2 separate regions of the Sus scrofa genome follow, and region 2 is linked to region 1. Evidence: chromatin contacts called from public HiChIP or PLAC-seq data. All regions are on one chromosome and are shown on one strand. Each heading gives the region's core, a stretch centred on a gene start, on an enhancer-like site or on the middle of the called end of the contact. The rest is flanking DNA. Distances are from core to core; before and after follow the strand shown.

Evidence for each region. HiChIP or PLAC-seq counts read pairs in DNA pulled down with a chosen protein or histone mark.
Region 2: an H3K27ac HiChIP or PLAC-seq map of alveolar macrophages shows a contact between it and region 1. The contact joins the promoter of CCDC121 here to the promoter of SLC4A1AP in region 1. A contact is called at or near these places in 1 of 47 Hi-C or Micro-C datasets (embryonic fibroblasts) and 1 of 2 datasets of contacts at active chromatin or transcription factors (alveolar macrophages).

What each region holds. Positions count from the first base shown.
Region 1 is chr3:111,530,694-111,537,706 of Sscrofa11.1, forward strand. SLC4A1AP (kanadaptin) reads right to left here and starts at 1,440. Exons shown (of 16, transcript XM_021088411.1): 1 at 1,380-1,440; 2 at 1,025-1,072; 3 at 247-1,022; 4 at 1-20. The coding sequence starts at 1,440. SUPT7L (STAGA complex 65 subunit gamma) reads left to right here and starts at 977. Exons shown (of 6, transcript XM_005653046.3): 1 at 977-1,344; 2 at 2,463-2,563; 3 at 3,367-3,976; 4 at 5,710-6,034. The coding sequence starts at 3,564.
Region 2 is chr3:111,559,745-111,566,597 of Sscrofa11.1, forward strand. It overlaps CCDC121 (coiled-coil domain-containing protein 121), which reads left to right and starts at 5,301. Exons shown (of 2, transcript XM_003125283.3): 1 at 5,301-5,964; 2 at 6,711-6,853. The coding sequence starts at 5,465. GPN1 (GPN-loop GTPase 1) reads right to left here and starts at 5,321. Exons shown (of 14, transcript XM_003125289.5): 1 at 5,171-5,321; 2 at 4,391-4,484; 3 at 1,588-1,627; 4 at 739-805. The coding sequence starts at 5,281.

The DNA of each region.
Region 1 (7,013 bases), core at 190-2,689:
TCTCGGTCTTCTTCTGGTCCCTGACGAATCAAGCGAAAGAATTCTTCCTTTAGAGTCAGGATTGTTGAAATCCCTTTTCAGAAACATGGCAGTGTGTCCAGAGAGTTCCGGAAATAAGGGACCACATTCCTTCACTTTTGTATTCGCTAACTGGGACAATCTCCTTTCTCAGTGAAAACTTTTAAGGAGCCGAGGAACGCAGCCCGGTGCGCTCCAGAAACGTCAAATTTAGGTTTTTCTACTTACCTGAAGAAGAAAGAGCCGGGTGCTGCCTCCAAAGCGAAGAACATGCCCGACGTGGACCCGACAATAGGTGCGGGGTGGAATGCGCGTTTTGTTAAGGAAAGTGCCGTGGGTGCTTCCCAAATCGTAGAGATAGAAGCCGGGCCCGTGGCCGTCGGATTCTGCATCGGGGCTGGACACCCTGTGCTGCAACACGGCGTGGTAGCGAGACACCGAAGGGTGCTCCAGGCACACATCGCAGCTAGGGAGCCTCCCGAAAAGGCAGCAACTCATGCCTTTCAAGCTCCGGCTGCCAAGGATGGTGCCTCCTTTCAGAGCCTCTAGGCCGTACGGGGCAGTAGCGGGGCCGCCCCATGGCGGCTCTCGGTAGGGGGGAGCCCGGGCCGGGCAGCCGGGGGAAGGAGCCGCTGTGGGGGGCCGCGGCTGCTCCTTCGCTGGACCCCTAGTCTCCCCGCTGTCCGGCTGGGCCGGCAGGGCATCAGGCTCCGCGGAATCGGAGTCCGGCAGCGCCGTGGGCCTTTCCTTCTTCACCTCTTCGGGGTTTGAAGTACTGGTTGCCGTGACCTTGCTCCGTTCCGATGGGGCCACTGGCAGGGCTGGCTTCTTGAAGTCGCCATTGAGTTCTTGGGAAGCCAGAGGATCAGACTGAGAAGTACTATCAGCCATCCTCATCGGGTGCAGCCGCGAAAGCTGTTCCTGGGAAACCTCACCACCCTCGGCCTCTACGTTCCTTTCCACGCCTCCCTCTCCGCAGCTCCCAGCGGCTTCTCTGACAGGGATGGTGGAGTTTCCCCTTCACGACCCAGAGCGTTGTGAAGAAGCGAGTAACCTGCGAAGTTATAATAAGAGAATAACAGAAAAAGGCGGTCAGGGTGGCGTCAGAATGGGGACATCTTTAGAGGTTGCACCTGGATTGTAATGACTTCCTGCGGCAGAGCCTAATGGAGAAGAAGCGCTTCCGGCGTCTTGACCCACTAATCAACACACCAGCCTTCCGGGCCTAACTCGACCCTCGCCTCGGGCCTCTCGGAGTCGTACGGCAGCTCAGCACCGCTCCTGACACGCGGCACTCCCTAGTGGAGCCTTCTTCCCTCCGTCCAGGTTCAAATCTCCCCGTGTTTGGGTTGCTCTAGCACTAGGCGACCCCAGGACCCTGTGATTGGCGCCCGCGTCTGCTGATGCCGACGAGGTCCCCATAGGAATTTGGGCATTGCTTGGGCTTGGTGCCTGTCCTTCGTGCTCCTTTCGGTGAAGTTAGGGGAGAGGACGATTTTTGTTGTCACTTGATAAATTCATTTACTCGTTTGTTCTTTCACTCTTTCTGAAACCGATTAATGAGCCATCACAGTGTAGTTGTTAAAATAGAGAAAACGCTGTAGCCTGACCATTTTCCCTTCAGCCACTTCTGACCTTAGGCAATACAGTAGGCCTCAGTGTCCGTGTCTGGAAAATGGGATAATAATAGTACCTACTTCATAACGGTAGTTGGGAGAATTGAATTAAACAGTAAAGCCTGGTAGGTAATAGGCACTCAGCAAATTTTAGGCACTCAACCAAGATCGTAGTTGTGAAGGATATGTGGAAGAGTAAAATTGAGATAAGTACAATTTTAAATCCAGGGAGAAATGCTGTGATGGAGACATGCAAAGTGCTGTGAGGATATAATGAAGGGAGATGTCCTGGGGAGGTGATGGAGAGAGTGACTTAAGCCATACTTAAGAATGAACATATGGAGTTCCTGTCATGACTCAGTGGTTAACGAGCCCGACTACTATCCATGAGGAAGGGGGTTCAATCCCTGGCCTTGCTCAGTGGGTTAAGGATCTGGCGTTGCCACTGATTGTGGTGTAGTTTGAGGAGGTGGCTTGGATCCCTCATTGCTGTGGTGAAGCTCTGATTCGACCCCTGGGCTGAGAACCTCCCTGTGACGCAGGTACAGCCCTAAAAGACAAAAGACCAAAAAAAAAAAAAAAGAAAAAAAGAAAGAAAGAATGAATACGAGTCTTCCAGGGATGGGGTGTGTGGCTGGGCATTTCTGGCAGAGATCACAGCCTAAAGGATCAGCTAAGTAGTCTGCTGCTGTTAGAACTGAGGTGGTCATTTTTTCCAGGAAGTTCCTCCTTTGTGTCTTCTCACTGCACCAGCCCTGTGCCTCTGGAAGAGCACTTATCACACACTTTAATATTGAAATGTTCTTATGTTTTTCTCCCTCACCTCAGGGCAAGGATCTTGCATTAGTCTTTATGTCCTCTCATGATACCTGGCATTCCATAAATGTTTGTTGAATCTGAAGAGACATATGGGCAATGAATCTGGAGAGGTGAGTCGAAACCAGATTGTAAATTTTGTTAAACGGTAAACCACAAAATTTTGACTGACTTTTTTTCCAGGAGGCACAGGGAAGACGTTAGACCTGAATTAAAAATATTAAGTCTAGCATCACTGTAGAAAGATTAGATATAAGGAGAGACTGAAAGAAGGGATACCAGTTCAGAGACAGCAGAAATTTCTCAGATTCTTCCCTGTGTATGTCAGCAGTTGAACACATAAGACCATTTAGATTAGTGGTTCATGGATTTTTCCACCAGAGCCAGTTAAGGGGTCTCATGCCTGGAGTTCCCGTCGTGGCTCAGTGGTTAACCAATCCGACTAGGAACCATGAGGTTGCGGGTTCAATCCCTGGCCTTGCTCAGTGGGTTAACGATCCGGCGTTGCCGTGAGCTGTGGTGTGGGTTGCAGACTCAGCTCGGATCCCACGTTGCTGTGGCTCTGGTGTAGCCCGGCGGCTACAGCTCCGATTCGACTCCTAGCCTGGGAAACTCCATATGCCGAGGGAGCGGCCCAAGAAATGGCCAAAAAAAAAAAAAAAAAAAAAACACAACAACAGGGTCTCATGCCTGGCATTCACAGAGTAACAGCCATCTTCTCCCATCTTTAACTCCATCCCCTCTTCTCCTACTGAGCCAGGACAGATGTGTCAGGATACTCTGAGAACTATTCCCCTTAACATGGACACTATAGCCCCAAATACTATTGCACCCAAACTCCATCTTGTAATTCAATCCATAGTGTATGATTGTAATGACTGACTGGCATCTAATAGATTTCTCTTAATTTCTTCAGGGCGAACATCCTTGGTCCTACGGTGTTGCTAACACTGACATTCTTCTAAGTGAACTGCCTACTTTTTATGTGAATAACTGGCTAGAATTCATATTTCTCACTACAGAAGCCTATAATCTGCAGTTGCTAGAGATTTTAAAACACTTCTTTTAGGATATCTACATTTAATTTGAAAGCTCTTCCTTTCTTATCCTAAAATGTTGAGATATTGGGGAGAGATACCAATCTCATCAAGCCAGACCAACAGAAGTTCCTTCGACTTGCTCCCTCGGGAGTTCCGACTGGTAGAAGTCCATGACCCACCCCTGCACCAGCCCTCGGCCAACAAGCCCAAGCCCCCCACTATGCTGGACATCCCCTCAGAGCCATGCAGCCTCACCATCCACACCATTCAGCTGATCCAGCACAACCGACGCCTGCGCAACCTCATTGCCGCAGCGCAGGCCCAGAATCAGCAGCAGACAGAAGGTGTAAAGACTGAAGAAGGTGAACCTCTTCCATCCTGCCCTGGGTCACCTCCTCTTCCTGATGACCTCCTGCCTTTAGACTGTAAGAATCCCAACGCACCATTCCAGATCCGGCACAGTGACCCAGAGAGTGACTTTTACCGGTAAGGCAAGGCTTGGCTACACTTACTTTTCTCAGAAAATCTTCTCAGCAGCCCTCTTAAGCATGTAATGCGGAAAACTGAGGATGGAAGTGATTGGCTTGGCCAAAGTTGCTCAGGTAATTAGTGGGAAATCGAAGACTTGAACCGTGATTTTTCAAATCCGGAGTCTGTACCAGCCCCAAGGTACTACACTGGTCTCTAAATTAGGCCATAGCGGAGTTCCCGTCGTGGCGCAGTGGTTAACGAATCTGACTAGGAACCATGAGGTTGCAGGTTCGGTCCCTGCCCTTGCTCAGTGGGTGAACGATCTGGCGTTGCTGTGAGTTGTGGTGTAGGTTGCAGACACGGCTCAGATCCCACGTTGCTGTGGCTCTGGCGTAGGCCGGGGGCTGCAGCTCCGATTCGACCCCTAGCCTGGGAACCTCCATATGCTGCAAGAGCGGCTCAAGAAATAGCAAAAATAAATAAATAAATAAATTAGGCCATAGCCTCATAGTCCTTAGAGTCAGTCTTTCTGTTTAATTAAAATGTATACTGTGGGTTTAGCTCCATGCCCTCAAAATGAGATTCATGGACTTATTCTCATACTGCTAGGAACCCACAGGTCCCATATAAAAAAAATTTTTTTTTTTTTTTTTTTTGGCCACGTCTAGGGCACAAGAAAGTTCCCAGGCCAGAGCTCAAACCTGCGCCACAGCAGTGACCCAGGCCACTGCAGTGATAACCCTGGATATGATAACCCACTATACCACAAGTAAACTCCCTAAACAATTTTTTAATCACATATTTTCATTTCAGTAGCATAGTTTAAGAAACAATAACATAAAAATGTTCTTGGAGTTTCCAGGCAGCACAGCAGGGTAAGGATCCAGTGTTGTCACTGCTGTGGCTTGGGTCACTGCTTTGGCACAGATTCAACCCCTGGTTCTGGAACTTCTGTGTGCTGTCGGCACAGCCAAAAAAACTTGTTGAAAGTTATTTTTAGGAGATTAGACAGCTTTTTGAGGCTTTTTGTTTTGGAAAGATTATGATTTTCACAGTAATGATTAGGTGCAAAACAGTATATCATAAAGAACATGCAATCTGGCGTCAAAAGCTCTATCCCTTAATAATACCAAAAGGACCTTTGGCCAGTGCGCCCCTCTGACCTTCGATTTCTTCACCTGCCAGAGTAATAATATGGATCCCTACCCATTTCACTGCATAGGATAGGACAAAAAAGTTTTGTAAGCTTTATGTGTTTTCAGTTGCTTTTATAAAATTGAGTTGCTTTCCCAAAATGGTCTGTTGTAGTTAAATAAGATTCTCCTGATTGGGACTGTGAATTTCTAGAAGTCCATATTGCCCGGCTTTTGAGGAACCTATGTGCTAGTGAAATAGAGCACCATCGAGCAGTATCTCAGCTGTATCTTAAAATTAATCAGATCCTAAATGTGATCAGAATCAAGCAGTTGATCCAAGGAGAAGGAAACTTCTTGTTCACTAGATATCCTTTTGTACTGTTTGCTATGGACATGTGTTACCTATTCAAGCTTTACATCATTGGAACAGCTCGGGATGTGACTTGGGTTGTGGCGCCATGCCCTGGCAGCAGCAAGTGGGCTACGTGACCTGCCTAGGAGTCCTGTGGAAAGCTGAACCAGTGGTTTGATTGGAATTGTAAAGCCCCAGGGAGACAGGACAGGTCACCGTTTGCAGGAGCACTAATAACACTACCTTGTCTCCACTTTCAGCGGGAAAGGGGAACCTGTGACTGAACTCAGCTGGCACTCCTGCCGGCAGCTCCTCTACCAGGCAGTGGCCACAATCCTGGCCCACGCGGGCTTTGAGTGTGCAAATGAAAGTGTCCTGGAGACCCTAACTGACGTGGCACACGAGTACTGCCTTAAGTTCACCAAGTTGCTGCGCTTTGCTGTGGATCAGGAGGCCCGGCTGGGGCAGACTCCCTTCCCTGACGTTATGGAGCAGGTGTTCCATGAAGTGGGCATTGGCAGTGTGCTCTCCCTCCAAAAGTTCTGGCAGCATCGCATCAAGGACTATCACAGTTACATGCTGCAGGTAAGATGACCCTGAGAAGTCAAGTCAAGGGGTGTTTGGCAGGATCCCATCACACTGGTCCTAGAGACAGGGTCTTAGGACAGAGGGGACTGCACTGCTTTCCTCTTGGCCCTCTGTCCCACTGGCCTCATCACTGACCTGGCCAGACCCAGGTGTCTCCTTTAGTCAGTGAATTATAGCATGTGGTTAGCATGCTTTTATTCAAAAAATCTTTATCAGTGCCTGCTATGAGTCAGGCACTGTGAGATTCAGTAGTTAATGAGACAAGCTCCTGAACTTGCATCCTTTTTTTTTTTTTTTTTTGGCTCACCCACAGCATGTGGAAGTTCCAGAGCCAGGATCATGAGCTTGCTGTCTCGTTGAGAGGGAAACAAAAACACATAAACAAATATTGATCAAAATAATTTCAGATGGCATTAAGTGCTATGAAAAAGAAACAAAACTGGAGTTCCCGTCGTGGCTCAGTGGTTAATGAATCCAACTAGGAACCATGAGGTTGCAGGTTCGATCCCTGGCCTTGCTCAGTGGGTTAACGATCCGGCATTACCATGAGCTGTGGTGTAGGTCACAGATGCGGCTCAGATTCCACGTTGCTGTGGCGTAGGCCAGCGGCTATAGCTCTGATTTGACCCCTAGCCTGGGAACCTCCATATGCTGTGGAAGCAGCCCAAGAAATGGCAAAAAAAAGACAAAAAAAAAAAAAAAAAGCAGAGTGAGATGATACTGCCTAAGAGTGGAGCGTGGAAAGGGGGACACCATTTTTGATTAGGACCGGAAATATTGAATCTCTTCAATCCTTGTGGCTTTAGGCATTTTGTTCACTGTTTTGGTTTCCCCAAATCTAAAATATGATAAGGAACTCTTCACACCCAACAGTCTGCTAAGCAATCCAGGTTTCCTACAATGTTTATTATCCACCTTGGTACACCTGTCAAATAGTTGTTATGGCCAAAAGTGTGATCTTTAATCTCAGTTCGGA
Region 2 (6,853 bases), core at 4,051-6,550, 33 kb after region 1:
GCCTGTCTCATTAAGTGAAATCAGGGTAAAAAGTTAATGGTTGCAAAACACTTTGTTTTGTTTTGTTTTTTTTTTTTTCTTTTTCAGCTGCACCCTCAGCATATGGAAGTTCTTGAGCCAAGGATCAAATCCAAGCCACAGCTGTGACCTATGCCACAGCTGCGGCAATGCCGGATCCTTAAACCCACTGTGTCACAGAAGCAACTCCTCCAAAAGACTCTTAAGGAAGTAGAATATGACAGAGAAAACCTAACAGACGACAACCACTTGTCACAAGTAAAAAGCCCATTATTGTTCCATGCCTCCATCTCACTCCCCATCCCTCCACCTTACCCTCAGGGTAATACTGCAAGCCAACAACAGTTCCAGAAGAGAACCCAGGGAGTTCCCGCTGTGGCGCTGCAGGATCAATGGTGTCTCTGTAGTGCCAGGACGCAGGTTTGATCCCCAGCCCAGTGCTGATTCCTGGCCTGGGAACTTCATATGCCACGGAGTAGCCAAAAAAAAGAAGCCAGGCCTCTTGGGTGTCTGTTTTACTGGCTGCTGCAATTGTTCAATGTGAAGTCTCTCACTCTGGTGATCATCCTCTCACAGCCTCCTTCTCTGTCCATCAAAATGCCTCCTTATGCTCTATACTGACATGCAGCTGGACTGCCCTTCTTTCCCAGTGTGGTCAAGCTAAGGCATTTAAGAGTCACAGGTTTTGACACAGCCACGTCTACATAAATAAAGACATACCTGATCAAATCTGGTAGCAAAGAGATTGAGTGAGGTCACTATGCCGCCGTTCGGTCCAAGTCCATACCTAGACACTAAGTTGAGGATTTAAACTGCTTATAGATCAGTTTAAGTGATAAAGTTCATATCTAGATAATCTGGCACCCAAAAAAGCACATTACATTAATGTTCCATTGACTAGTATGTACCACAAAATCTTACTTAACCCCACTGAGAAACATTCATTATTGACATCTAGCTCACTCATTGGTAACATTTAGGGATGGCCATGCAAAATGGAACCAAAATGGAACAGAGAGATGTGTCAGGCAGTGACAGCCTGATAGCATTAACCATGAAAACCATCTCTATACCACCCCTTGCACTGGTCTTCCTACTCATTAAACCACCCGTGGATTAGAATTAGTCTTCTTACCTAGACTTACCTACAGGAAAAGTAAGTCAATTCACACAGCAAATGGACTAAGAGTTGATTCTACTAATCTTTGAGTTTCCCAGTCTAAGAAGATGATGGCCAATGGATGTATGGACCAGGACAATATTATCTTCTAGGACCCAGACACACCCCCAGCCAGCCTCTCATTCTCCATGCTCTCTAATTACAGCAGCCTGCTGTTTGAGACAATGGCAGAAAATGGAACTCACAAGCTGAGCGAGGATTTCTAATCACCTACAATGCCTCTCCCCATATTCATCCTCCCTCCTCTCCATAAAATTACTTGAAAGCGATCAAGTGCTTTTACTGGCATATTTCACAAAGAAAGGCACAAACACTTTTTCAAAGCCACACAATATATGGACTGTAACTAGCCAGGGATGAGCCAACCAAGCAGATGTGGAAAAGGATACTGTTTCATGACTTCTTTATACTTCACAGTGTCACGAATATCTGGGGGGAAAAAAAGAAAGAATGAGCTGGAATTTAGCACATAAGAAACAATACAGGAGTTCCCATCATGGATCAGTGGTTAACGAATCCGACTAGGAACAATGAGGTTGCGGGTTCGATCCCTGGCCTTGCTCAGTGGATTAAGGATCCGGCGTTGCCGTGAGCTGTGGTGTAGGTCGCAGATGCGGCTCAGATCCCGAGTTGTTGTGGTTCTGGCGTAGGCCAGTGGCTACAGCTCCGATTTGACCCCTGGTGTGGGAATCTCCACGGGCCGCAGGAGCGGCCCAAGAAATGGCAAAAAGACAAAAAAAAAAAAAAAAGAAAGAAAAAGAAACAATACAATTTAAGACTCTCCACCCATAATATCTAAGCCACAGGTCTCTCAAGTCATCTCTGCTTTCTCTAAGGAAACAAATCAGTTTCTCTCTTAGCACCCGAGTTACTTTTCAAATCTGTTTTCTAAATTTTCAAGCTAAGGGAGTTCCTGTCGTGGCTCAGTGGTTAACAAATCTGACTAGGAACCAAGAGGTTGCAGGTTCGATCCCTGGCCTTGCTCAGTGGGTTAAGGATCCGGCATTGCCATGAGCTGTGGTGTAGGTCACAGATGCAGCTCGGATCCCACGTTGCTGTGCCTGTGGCATAGGCCGGCAGCTACAGGCCCAATTGGACCCCTAGCCTGGGAACCTCCATATGCCGTGGATGCGGCCCTAGAAAAGGCAAAAAGACAAAAAAAATAATAGAATAAATTTTCAAGCTAAGATCACAGAATTGTGATAATCAAAGAAGTAAGATCAGGAGGAGACTAGGAGGACAGAAGGTATCCTCTAAGTACCTTCCCTCCCAACAAGAAACTGAAACTAGCTTTTGAGGCTTCTGTTGTCAGTACTGTCTTCTAGCAATTTCTCCAGCTTCACACTGGTTCCCTTCCTTACAGCCAAGGATAACTGCTAAGTAACTGCCAATAAAAATGTTAGGCTAGGAGTTCTCTCAAGCTACAGTAAGGATGGTCTGAGACAAGGAGGAAAGTTATATACAATTTAAATACCTACTGACCACATTCATAGAAAAGGGGAGCTAAATCAAGAAAAAAGGTTTATTTCCTTACTCTTCGTTTACTGATAACAAAAGTAATACAGATAATATTTTTATAAAGGTTGGAGTTCCCATTGTGACACAGTGGAAGCGGATCCGACTAGGAACCATGAGGTTGTGGGTTTGATCCCTGGCCTCGCTCAGTGGGTTAAGGATCTGGTGTTGCTGTGAGCTGTGGTGTAGGTCACAGACATGGCTCAGATCCCTCATTGCCATGGCTATGGCCTAGGCCGGCAGCTGTAGTTCTGATTCGACCCCTAGCCTGGGAACCTCCATATGCCATGGAAGCAGCCTGGAAAAGGCAAAAAGACCAAAAAAAAAAAAAAAAAAAAAAGTACTAACTTCCGGTGCTAATATGAATAAATGCTAGGGATTTATACACAACGTTATAAATGTAATGAGCACTGTTCTACACTATAAATGAAAGTTGCTAAGAGTTCTCATTCACAAGGAAAACAAACTTTTTTTCTATTCTTTAATTTTGTATCTATATGAGATGATAAATGTTCACTAAACTATGGTAACCACTTCAGGAGTATGTAAATCAAATCATTATGCTGTACAACTTCATCATATACAATGCTGCATATCAATTATACCTCAATAAAATCAGAAAAAAATTATGTGGATGGAATTTAAAATTTTAAAAATTGATCTGTCCAGTAATATCTAACCAAACCTATCTAGCAGTCAGCAGACCTTCTCCATCAACTATTAGAGTTCCATCCTTTAAGTGAAACGATGGGAACTTTTTTTCCCAAAACTCTTCCCATAATGATTTCTGCTTCTTAATACAAAGTTTTCCTTTATCAGCACTGGAGTACAAGCTTAATAGAATTAAAAAGAAACCAGTAGGGAAAAGCCTAATACCCAGGAATAGTCTGTGGAGATCAGGATGCCTAGATCCTATCAAGAATCAGGACTCTGCATCATATCCATTCTTAATCTTTTTTATAGTCAAGTCTGATGATAACAGGGAGGGAACGTCTCGCACAACCACATACAGGCATATTTACACACATTTCTCCATGTAACTTTGAAAGCAAACTACTGCAGTAAGCAAATTACTGTTCAAGACACTCATGCTCCAAAAAAAAAAAAAAAAAAAAAAAAAAAAAAAAAAAAAAAAAAAAAAAAAAAAAAAAAAAAAAAAAAAAAAAAAAAAAAAAAAAAAAAAAAAAAAAAAAAAAAAAAAAAAAAAAAAAAAAAAAAAAAAAAAAAAAAAAAAAAAAAAAAAAAAAAAAAAAAAAAAAAAAAAAAAAAAAAAAAAAAAAAAAAAAAAAAAAAAAAAAAAAAAAAAAAAAAAAAAAAATCATCCAAACTGGAAGAAACTATAAAAACAAGGTTTATGTATCAGAGCCTGCTGAAGGATTTACAGCTTAGAAGCCAAAAGACTGACTTTCTGTCACTTCATTTTCCCAAATACCATAGTCTCACACCCTAAAGTCAAAGAGAGGTAATGAAAATGGTAGGTGATAAGGAAAGAAATTTAGAAAGGGGGAAGGAGTAAACAAAGAGAAAATGATCATCGGGAAGAAGCCTAAGGATGCTAGCAAATCCAAGGGAAATGCTAGACAACATCAAAAATGAAAGCATTTAAGCCTGATGGATAGGCTGACAGTTTTCCACTCTCTGAGAAACTTCACACCAGTTCTGGTACAGTTTACTCACCAATATTGGCAGGAAAGGGAACTTCATGCACAGCTGGGTCCAGGTTGATCACATAAGGTGGAGAGCCTTGACTATGCAGATGTCCGGTGAGCCTCTGCAGAGATATGGAGAGAGGGATAGACTGAGACCAAGAGGCATGATACAGAACCAAGAGAGAACTCCCACCCCTCTATCCAACTTACCAGAGGAATTTTGCACTTGCATTTCCCTCTACCTTAAATATCCACCTCTGATCTCCACCTCCAACAATCACTCTCAGTTGAATGCAACGTTTCTTCATCACACATCGTACTCTCCATCAAGTATTGACTAGGGGGGCGGGGGGGACGACGGGGTTTCCATATCTCCCACAAAACTTAAATTCCACCTAAGCGGGAACCTTGTTACTTCATTTCCGCTGTATCCCCAGTGCCTGACACACAGGAGGCACCCCAGATAGAATTCTTTAGGAATCTACACCGAAAGCCTGTGTGCTAGCACTGTATTACCTGCCAGGATTCCTTGTAAGCCTCTACCTTTGAGGAGTTGGCCGACAAGACAATTTCAAGTACGGTCATACCTCGTAGGCACTGAGGGGGCTCAGAAAGAGGCTAAATGAACCCAAGTGAGGATCTGAGAAGGGTTCACCGAGGAAGGAACCGGAGTTGCTGGCAAGACCCTAAAAGCCTGGCGCCGGTACCCTCCAACTCCCCAGAGATCTCCCTCCCTTTCTCCCTGGCCTTACGCCCGCCACAGACAACTTCCACCGCGCCCCTACTCCGCCCGCGCCGTGTAGGTCACCTGTACAAAGGTGGTTTTCCCAGACCCCGCCATTCCCAGCACCAACAGGCACGCCGGAGCCCGGGGACCCCCGGAAGCTTGCGGCACCGTGGCAGCTTCGGGCGCAGCCATCTTGCTCCTGGCTCCGCCCACTCGACCATAGAGACGGTCGTAGCTAGAGAGACTCCCGCGAGGTTCGGGACGCTGAATGAGACTAGAACCAAACCGAACCGAACCGAACCAAACCCAACTGGCCCGGGAGGGCAGGACCAAGGGGAGAGACGTGCGCCTTAGTGTCTGTCCGTCCGGACCCGGATGGGGGCCCAACTAGGGACAGAGACGGGGAGGTGGAGACACTGGGACGACAACTGGAAGGGGTCAGCCCCAGAGCAGCTCACCGTCGTCGGGCGAGGCCTGCTAAGGACACAGCTGCGGACCCCAGGCGGGTGGGAGGACAGGGGACCCCCGGGCTCACACAGTACGAGAGTCAAGAGAGGGCGTTTTCCTGCCGACCCGCTGCGAGCAGGAAACCGAGCCGCGGGAGAACCAGCCGCTAGGGCTGGTCCGGCAGCCGAGGAGGTTAAGCGGCTCAGAGCTGGACAGGCCAGGACCCGGGCTGTATGCGAGCCCCGGAGTTGCTGGGCCGCTCCGAGACCTCCAGAGACCCGTCGGGAGAAACTGGGAAAACCCTCTAGACTGCGACGCGGTGTCCGCGTGTCGCCGGCCCCCGGCTCTAGCGCTGGCTCCCTGACGGCCTCCCCAAAGGAGCTGCGCCGAGGCTTGGGGGAGGAACGTTTGGTTGCCGAGTTTGTCAAGTAGGTACTGAAGGAGCGCATCCCTCCCCTCAAAGCGCCTTGGGCACCCGGAAAGGTGGTGGAAGAGCCGAGCCCTATGCCCTAACTCCCGACCGGCCAGATGGCTTCTGCGGCCCTTCGGAGTGCCTGTAGTGTGCAGTTAAGCCTTGAGATCTGGGTTTCAAGCCCAGGTTCTGCCACCCGCTGGCGGTGTATATTGTGGCCAGGCCACTTAAGTTCTCTAAACCTGTTCTCTCCTCTTTACATTTGAGATACTACCTCGCAGGGTTGCGGTGAAGGCGTAGTGTGGGTTGTAAACTACACTCTCAACGTCTTTACCCTTAGTCCTATTCCCGATGCCGGTGCCTTGTGTGAGGAACATCATAGGTGCTTCCAAATATTTGTTTTTTATTGTTGTTTGTCTTTTCTAGGGCCGAAGCCCTGGTATATGGACGTTCCCAGGCTAGGGCTCTAATAGGAGCTGTAGCTGCCAGCGTATGCCACAGCCACAGCAATGCCAGATCCGAGCCGCGTCGGCGACCTACACCACACACAGCTCACGGCAACGCTGGATCCTTAACCCACTGAGCAAGACCAGGAATCGAACCCACAACCTCATGGTTCCCAGTCGGATTCGTTAACCCCTGAACCATGACGGGAACTCCAGGGCTCCCAAGTATTTGGGATGTGGAGGTACAGGTGTGCATTTTTAAGATTCTTTCCTAACTTTTCCTGATGGGGGAATGTCTCGCTTGTTCTTCCTTCAGATTGGCTGAGGACTCCAGTAGTTCCCTTCAACCAGATCTTCGCTTCCTAAATAATTTTCTCAAGCCAGAGAAGCTAACAAAGAGAGAGAAGAGGTTTAAAGAAAAGGCAATAGTAGAAATGATGAAGCTGGACAAGCAAATCA